Regions from separate parts of the Pan troglodytes genome. Here region 1 is linked to region 2. The links are chromatin contacts, called in public HiChIP or PLAC-seq maps. All regions are on one chromosome and are shown on one strand. The core of a region is the stretch at or near the end of the contact, and the rest is flanking DNA. Distances in the headings are between cores, read along the strand shown.

Region 1 (3,304 bases), core at 52-2,551, 140 kb after region 2:
TTGTAATTTTTTGACATTATAAAACTGGTGGTATTTAAGTTTAGAAAGGTATTCATTACACAAAGAGGTAAAGATGGGCTCACAATTTGCATCTTACCAGAGGTTATATTAATATTTCCAGCTTCGATCCCTGCTTTAAGTCCGTCTTTCCCCAAAATCCCAGACTCTCCTTTGGCCAGACGCTCCCTCTCCTTCTCTTCCAAACTTCCATAATAGATGTGTGGTTTCTTCACGACCGGAGCAACTAAGTCGTCGGGTGCTTTAGTTTTGGTTGCCTGCTAAATCAAAGATCTGGATTAAACTAAGGTTTAATCTTGGCAATTTACCGGAATTCACCAGAGGATGAAGCTCACCCTGAGTTTCACAGTCCTATTTCCTCCGTAATTGAAAGGACAAATTGGACACTACTTAAGACGTTCTTCATTGATTTGAGGAGGTGAGGGTAGGGTGAGGGTGTTTCAGTCCCTCACTTTGGTTGACGGGATTAATAAAACTAGTGAGGTTCTCTCGGGTATTTTCCTATGAAAGGTTTGCTCTGGAATCTGTTTACTTCATTCCGTTGGAAGTGTTCAATCTCGTGTTTTATGCTTCCCGGATTACTGCTTATCACTGGGGAAATACTAAGGATAGATGAAATAACCAACGCGGTGCTAAAGGATAACAAGTTACAACATTACAAGTGTATACATTTCAAACGTTCCTAGACGTGAGGTAGTAGGAGTTAGTAGGTCTCATTAAAATTCTGAGATCTGCCAAAGGCATAAACCTTGGCCAAGACACTTCCCTATTTCAGAGCACCGTTACTGGATGAGTCGGAAGAGATGCTTGCCCTTTGGGGCTGTAGTGGGAGAGGTGCAAATAAGCTACAGTCCACGAAAGCGCTTAGGGATCAGGAAAACGGTGGTCCGCTGTGTAGGACACCACTGAGTCCCGCAGCCTTCCTCCTCAGCCCTCCACCGCCTTCTCCCGCTCCTTAACGGCCCCTTCCCGCAGAGATCCCCTTCCCCCTTAGCGCTCCCTGCCAGAGTGAGCTGGGATCCCGGGCTCTGTACCGTGGAGGAGGCTCGGGAGGAAGCCATGCTGGGCTCTGGAGCCGCGAGGCCCCAGCGAAATCCGAACACTCCCTTTCAGACCGTCCACCGCGCGCCCAGCAGAGGGGAAGTGCGTCACTGACAGGAAGTGCGTCACTGACAGGACGTGGGCCAAGAGGGGTCACCGCCCCCGGAGCGGCGCGGAGCATGATGGAAGTCGTAGTAGGAAATGGCGTCGTGGCATTGAGGGGCATCCCGCCTAGAACCTCCAGGAAAAGCTCGCGGAAGACGAGGTTCTGCGGAGAGAGAGGCTCCAAGCAGTCTGGGAAGTGTAGTCCAGTTGGCTTAGCAGTAGTTTCGTGGGGGGGAGCCGAGGTTCCGGGAAGGGGCTAGGCCGGCTTGAAAAGAGGTAGGTGAGTCGACTCGCGCGGCTCGGGGCTGAACTCTGGAGCGAGTCAAGGGCTTCCGGGGTCCGCTGTGCCCCCAGGGCGTACGGGGGCGTTTACGTCTTCTTGGAGCCGAGGACCATGTTACCATAGAAACCCTTGCCTGGGCTCCGAGGTACAGGCCTGGAGCTAGGGGACGAGGACTGTTCTCCTCCATGGTCCGGAAGTCTTCCCAGGCTCCCCCTCTGAGCTTGATGGCTCGGCGGTGGATTTGGGCTGCGGCGAGAGATTAAGCTAGAAGAGCCCGCTAGTGCCAAAGTCAAATAAAGACCCGGCGGAGGAGCTTCGGCCTGATTTTGTTGATTTGTCTTCAGCCTGGTCTTTGTATCAGATTGAGAGTAAGATGATGGATAGGAAGGTGTCAGGTAACTCTGTACGTCTCTCTGCCCTGCTGGATGCTGGGGCATTAGAGACGAACAGGATAAGGTTTTTATCCCCACATGGGCGGTGGGAGATCCTCAAAATATTGACGTTTCCCTAGCTGGCCAGATCCTCATGCAACCCCCTAGAACAATTACAGCAATAATAGATGTTATTTATTGAACATTTATTAAATGCCAAATAATATTCCAAGAGCTTACTGTGTATTACGTTATTGACTTCCTACAACAGCAGAGTAGGATACAGATGAGGGAACTAAGGTCTAGTGAGAAATGAAACGAATTGTTCAGGATCGGTGGTGTAGTGGGATTAAAACCTGTGCCCTTTAACCTCTACAGCCAGCACTTTTAACTGTTAATCTATACTGCTCCCTAGTGGCCAGTTTTTTGCAGTTTGCAGAAAAGGTAAAATGTATAGATTTTTTTTTCCCCCCTTTTAGGTATCCCTATCCCTCTCTTTCCCTCTTTGGAACTTTGGCTTTCTCTACCATTTGTCTGCATTGGAATCTGGTAGAAGATAATGCCTGATTTAGTACAAAGGAATTTGAAATGTAATGTGCCAGTGTTTTGTGTTGATAATATCACCTGTAGTATCCTAAGCTTCATGGGAGAAGGAACTATTTCTTCCTTTGTATACTTCACAGTCCTTAGTTTCATCCTAGATACGTGTAATAATTTGTATCTGTACATACTTTCAAGGAGTTTTCACTTCCATCATTTTCACTTAATGCTTATCATGTTGGCCTTTATAATTTTTATAGGAGGCTAAAATTATTAACCAAACTGAACAGCTTGCTTCGATGACTTCTTTATGTGTGAAATAGGAATCATTTTGTCAACTTCACAGGGTTTTTGTGTTAAAATAAGAATGTAAAGAATGGGAATGGAAAAACAGCACGGTGCTCAAGAATGATCTCACCTTTTAGTCAACAAACATTTACTGACTGTTTTTATAGATACACTCTAGGGGATGCTGTGGAGAATATACAAATGATGCCATCAACAGATATTAAACTCAGTTGGGGGGGTTGTGTTTTCTCAAAAACAAAACAAAACAAAATGGTTTTTGTTAACATAGTATTACCTTGGGATTTCAGGCTGTGGAATGCTCTCTTGAGCCTCTTTTTTTTTTTTTTTTTTTTTTTGAGTTGGGGTCTCATGGTAAGGTCATGTCTCACGGTGGCAACCTGAAACTCCTGGGCTCAAGTGATCCTTCCACCTCAGCCTCCTGAGTAGCTAGGACTACAGGTACACACTACCAGCCCAGCTATTTTTTTTACTTTTTTGTAGACACAGGGTCTGGCTACGTTACCAAAGCTGTACTTGAGCCTCCTTGTGCACTCTGCTCTCTGCTTGCCCTTCAGAAGTCAACTAAGACATCATTTTCTCCAGAAAGGCTTGCCTGACATCCTTGTCCACCCCACACTCAGCCCAGACTGGATTAGGT
Region 2 (2,986 bases), core at 390-2,889:
GAGGCTGGACGCGGTGGCTCATGCCTGTAATCTCAGCACTTTGCAAGGCCGAGGGAGAATCACTTGAGCCCTGGAGTTCGAGACCAGCCTGGGCAACATGGTGAAACCCTGTCTCTACGAAAAATACAAAAAATTAGCTGGGTGTGATGGAACGCACCTGTAGCCCCAGCTATTTGGGGCTGAGGTGGGAGGACCACCTGAGCCAGGGAGGTCGAGGCTACAGTGAGCCGAGACCGTGCCGCTGCACTCCAGCCTGGGGGACGGAGTGAGACCCTGTCAAGAAATTTTAAAAATTAAAAAAATAAATAAAATCAGTGGGAGTGAGAATTTCTACGAACTTAATATAAAAATAACTTAAAAACAACTTAAAACGCCATTGCGCCGGGCGCGGTGACTCGCGCCTGTAATCCCTGCACTTTGGGAGGCCGAGGCGGGCGGATCACGAGGTCAGGAGATCGAGACCATCTTGGCTAACACGGTGAAACCCTGTCTCCACTAAAAATAGAAAAAAATTAGCCGGGCATGGTGGCGGGCGTCTGTAGTCCCAGCTACTCGGGAGGCTGAGGTAGGAGAATGGCGTGAACCCAGGAGGCGGAGCTTGCAGTGAGCCGAAATCGGCGCCACTGCACTCCAACCTGGGCGACAGAGTGAGACTGTCTCAAAAAAAAAAAAAAAAAAACCCAAAAAAAAACGCCATTGCAAAACCTTGAGAATGGTTTTAACTGGAAAAGATGTATGATGAACAATTTAACTGAAAAATAAATACAATTTTAACACGGTTTGTTTTTGAAAGCGAATGTGACGTTGCATTCTTCATACAATGAAAAGGCTGCTTCTCGCCCTTTCGTTACCTGCCCAGTCCGAATTGACTCCTGAGACCTAATCAGGCGCATCTCTATATGGCCAGCATTATCCCTGGGCTGCCTAAATAGTTCGCGTTAAAAACAAACAACAACAATAAAATCTAAATAACACTCAGTCTTAGTACCATTATTACAAAAGCGTGAGGAGCGAAAAGATTAAAGATGAACATCAACTTCGGTAGAGATGGAAAAAGACTGCCCGCTCCATTCCAGGAAAGAAAAAAGAAAATGGGAGAATCTGATCACGACGGGCTGAGGTCCTGTGAGAGCAAAGCAGATTCCAAACCGCTTAGGGTTGCTAAATCAAGTGGTAAAACGTGGCCCCTTGCTGCGCGGTGAGATTAACGGACCCGGCAGGCCCAGAGCCTGCCTCGGGTCCTAAAGGGACCCGCCCCGCCGAGTCAGCCACGCCTTCGTCTCCCACACGCTGCGCCCGGCCGCGCCGTCACCCAGCAGCGGCGCAGGGCACCATGGGAAACGGACGGAAGCTCCATTGAGCCAAATAAGTTGGTGAGAAGGTTCCCGACGCGGCGATGGCGAGAAGCAGAGAAATGGACCTGGGGAGGGGCGTGCGGGGTGCGGTAGGGTTGGATGGAAGCCTTGGCGGGCCAAAACCACTGCGGCTTCAAAATCCGGATGCGCCGGTATTTGAGGCGGAGGCGGGGCACCAAGGAGAAGGGAGGCTATGGCGCTCAGAGCACTGTGGGACACTGTAGGCCACGTGGGGCGGGACGGAAGCCTCGGAGGGTCAGACCGTAGCGACGCGGGAAGTCCGGACGCAGTAGCTCCCTGAAGCGGAGGCGAAGGGGAGTTTAAGCCCCAGCGGCGGCAATGGCGGAGAGGCCCGAGGACCTAAACCTGCCCAATGCCGTGATCACCAGGATCATCAAGGAGGCGGTGAGCAGCTCGGGGGGGGCGGACGAACGGGCAGGAGGGAAGCAGGTGCTGGAACGGCAGCTTTGCTCACCCCCGGTCTCCTCGCAGCTCCCGGACGGTGTCAACATCTCCAAGGAGGCCCGGAGCGCCATCTCCCGCGCCGCCAGCGTCTTCGTGCTGTACGCCACATCCTGGTGAGCGGGACAGAGGCATAAGGGAGGCGCGGGGATACTTGGCTGGGAGTTGCTGGCCGGGAGCCTACAAACCCCAACGATTGTGCCCTCCCTCGGTGGGGACATGTTCACAGTCCTCTGCCAGTTTTTACAAGTTCTGAAGCAAAATAACACAACAAAATCACTTTGCTTTAGCTTTTTCGTGCAGAGAAGGAAAGGACTTATCCCTGTCACACCAAAATCCATACATGTAAGAGGCAGGCTTTCCCGTTCCACCTCTGGGTGCTCCTTTTCCCACTCACGCCTTACAAACAAGAGGGAGTCTGACAGCCTTTCTCTTCTCTCAGTGCTAACAACTTTGCAATGAAAGGAAAGCGGAAGACGCTGAATGCCAGTGATGTGCTCTCAGCCATGGAAGAGATGGAGTTCCAGCGGTTCGTTACCCCATTGAAAGAAGCTCTGGAAGGTAACGAGCCTCTTGTCTTCTAAACCACATAGAAGATGGTCATCCTGTATGACCTGTTCACCAGGCCCTGAGCCTTTCTCAGCGCGGGTCCCTTTAAGTCCAGTAAGCCAGCACTTGATGTGACTCGACCCAGTTCGGTGGGCACCACCTCAGATCTGTTTTGTGATGCTGAGCAAGTTATTTTTCCTTCTCTGCCTCCGTTTTTGTTTTTGTCTTGCTTTTCTTGTTTTTTTTTTTTTTTTTTTTTTTTGAGACGGAGTCTTGCTCTGTCACCCAAGCTGGAGTGCAGTGGTGGGATCTTAGCTCACCGCAGTCTCCTCCTCCTGGGTTCAAGCAATTTTCCTGCCTCAGCCACCCGAGTAGCTGGGACTACAGGCGCACGCCACCACGTAGGGCTCATTTTTTATTTTTGTAGAGACGGGGTTTCACCATATTGGCCAGGCTGGTCTTGAACTCCTGACCTCAGGTGATCCGCCCGTCTCAGCCTCCCAAAGTGCTGGGATTACAGGCGTGAGCCACCGCGCCCATCTGCCTCCGTTTTTCCAATTGTACAATGTAATTAGCTCCTGCAGTCTGTCTGGCTCACTTTCAGCTGTCTCCTAACCCCT

What was found. HiChIP or PLAC-seq counts read pairs in DNA pulled down with a chosen protein or histone mark.
Region 1: an H3K4me3 HiChIP or PLAC-seq map of stem cell-derived excitatory neurons shows a contact between it and region 2, with 12 times the contacts expected there. The contact joins the promoter of CDC26 here to the promoter of POLE3 in region 2. A contact is called at or near these places in 1 of 7 Hi-C or Micro-C datasets (stem cell-derived neural progenitor cells) and 1 of 1 datasets of contacts at active chromatin or transcription factors (stem cell-derived excitatory neurons).

What each region holds. Positions count from the first base shown.
Region 1 is chr11:25,169,110-25,172,413 of NHGRI_mPanTro3-v2.0_pri, forward strand. CDC26 (cell division cycle 26) reads left to right here and starts at 1,302. Exons shown (of 4, transcript XM_003312239.5): 1 at 1,302-1,440. It overlaps PRPF4 (pre-mRNA splicing tri-snRNP complex factor PRPF4), which reads right to left and starts at 1,237. Exons shown (of 14, transcript XM_009457111.5): 1 at 1,053-1,237; 2 at 98-278. The coding sequence starts at 1,079.
Region 2 is chr11:25,030,099-25,033,084 of NHGRI_mPanTro3-v2.0_pri, forward strand. It overlaps POLE3 (DNA polymerase epsilon 3, accessory subunit), which reads left to right and starts at 1,640. Exons shown (of 4, transcript NM_001246516.1): 1 at 1,640-1,760; 2 at 1,848-1,933; 3 at 2,260-2,378. The coding sequence starts at 1,695. C9H9orf43 (chromosome 9 C9orf43 homolog) reads right to left here and starts at 1,330. Exons shown (of 14, transcript XM_054658978.1): 1 at 989-1,330.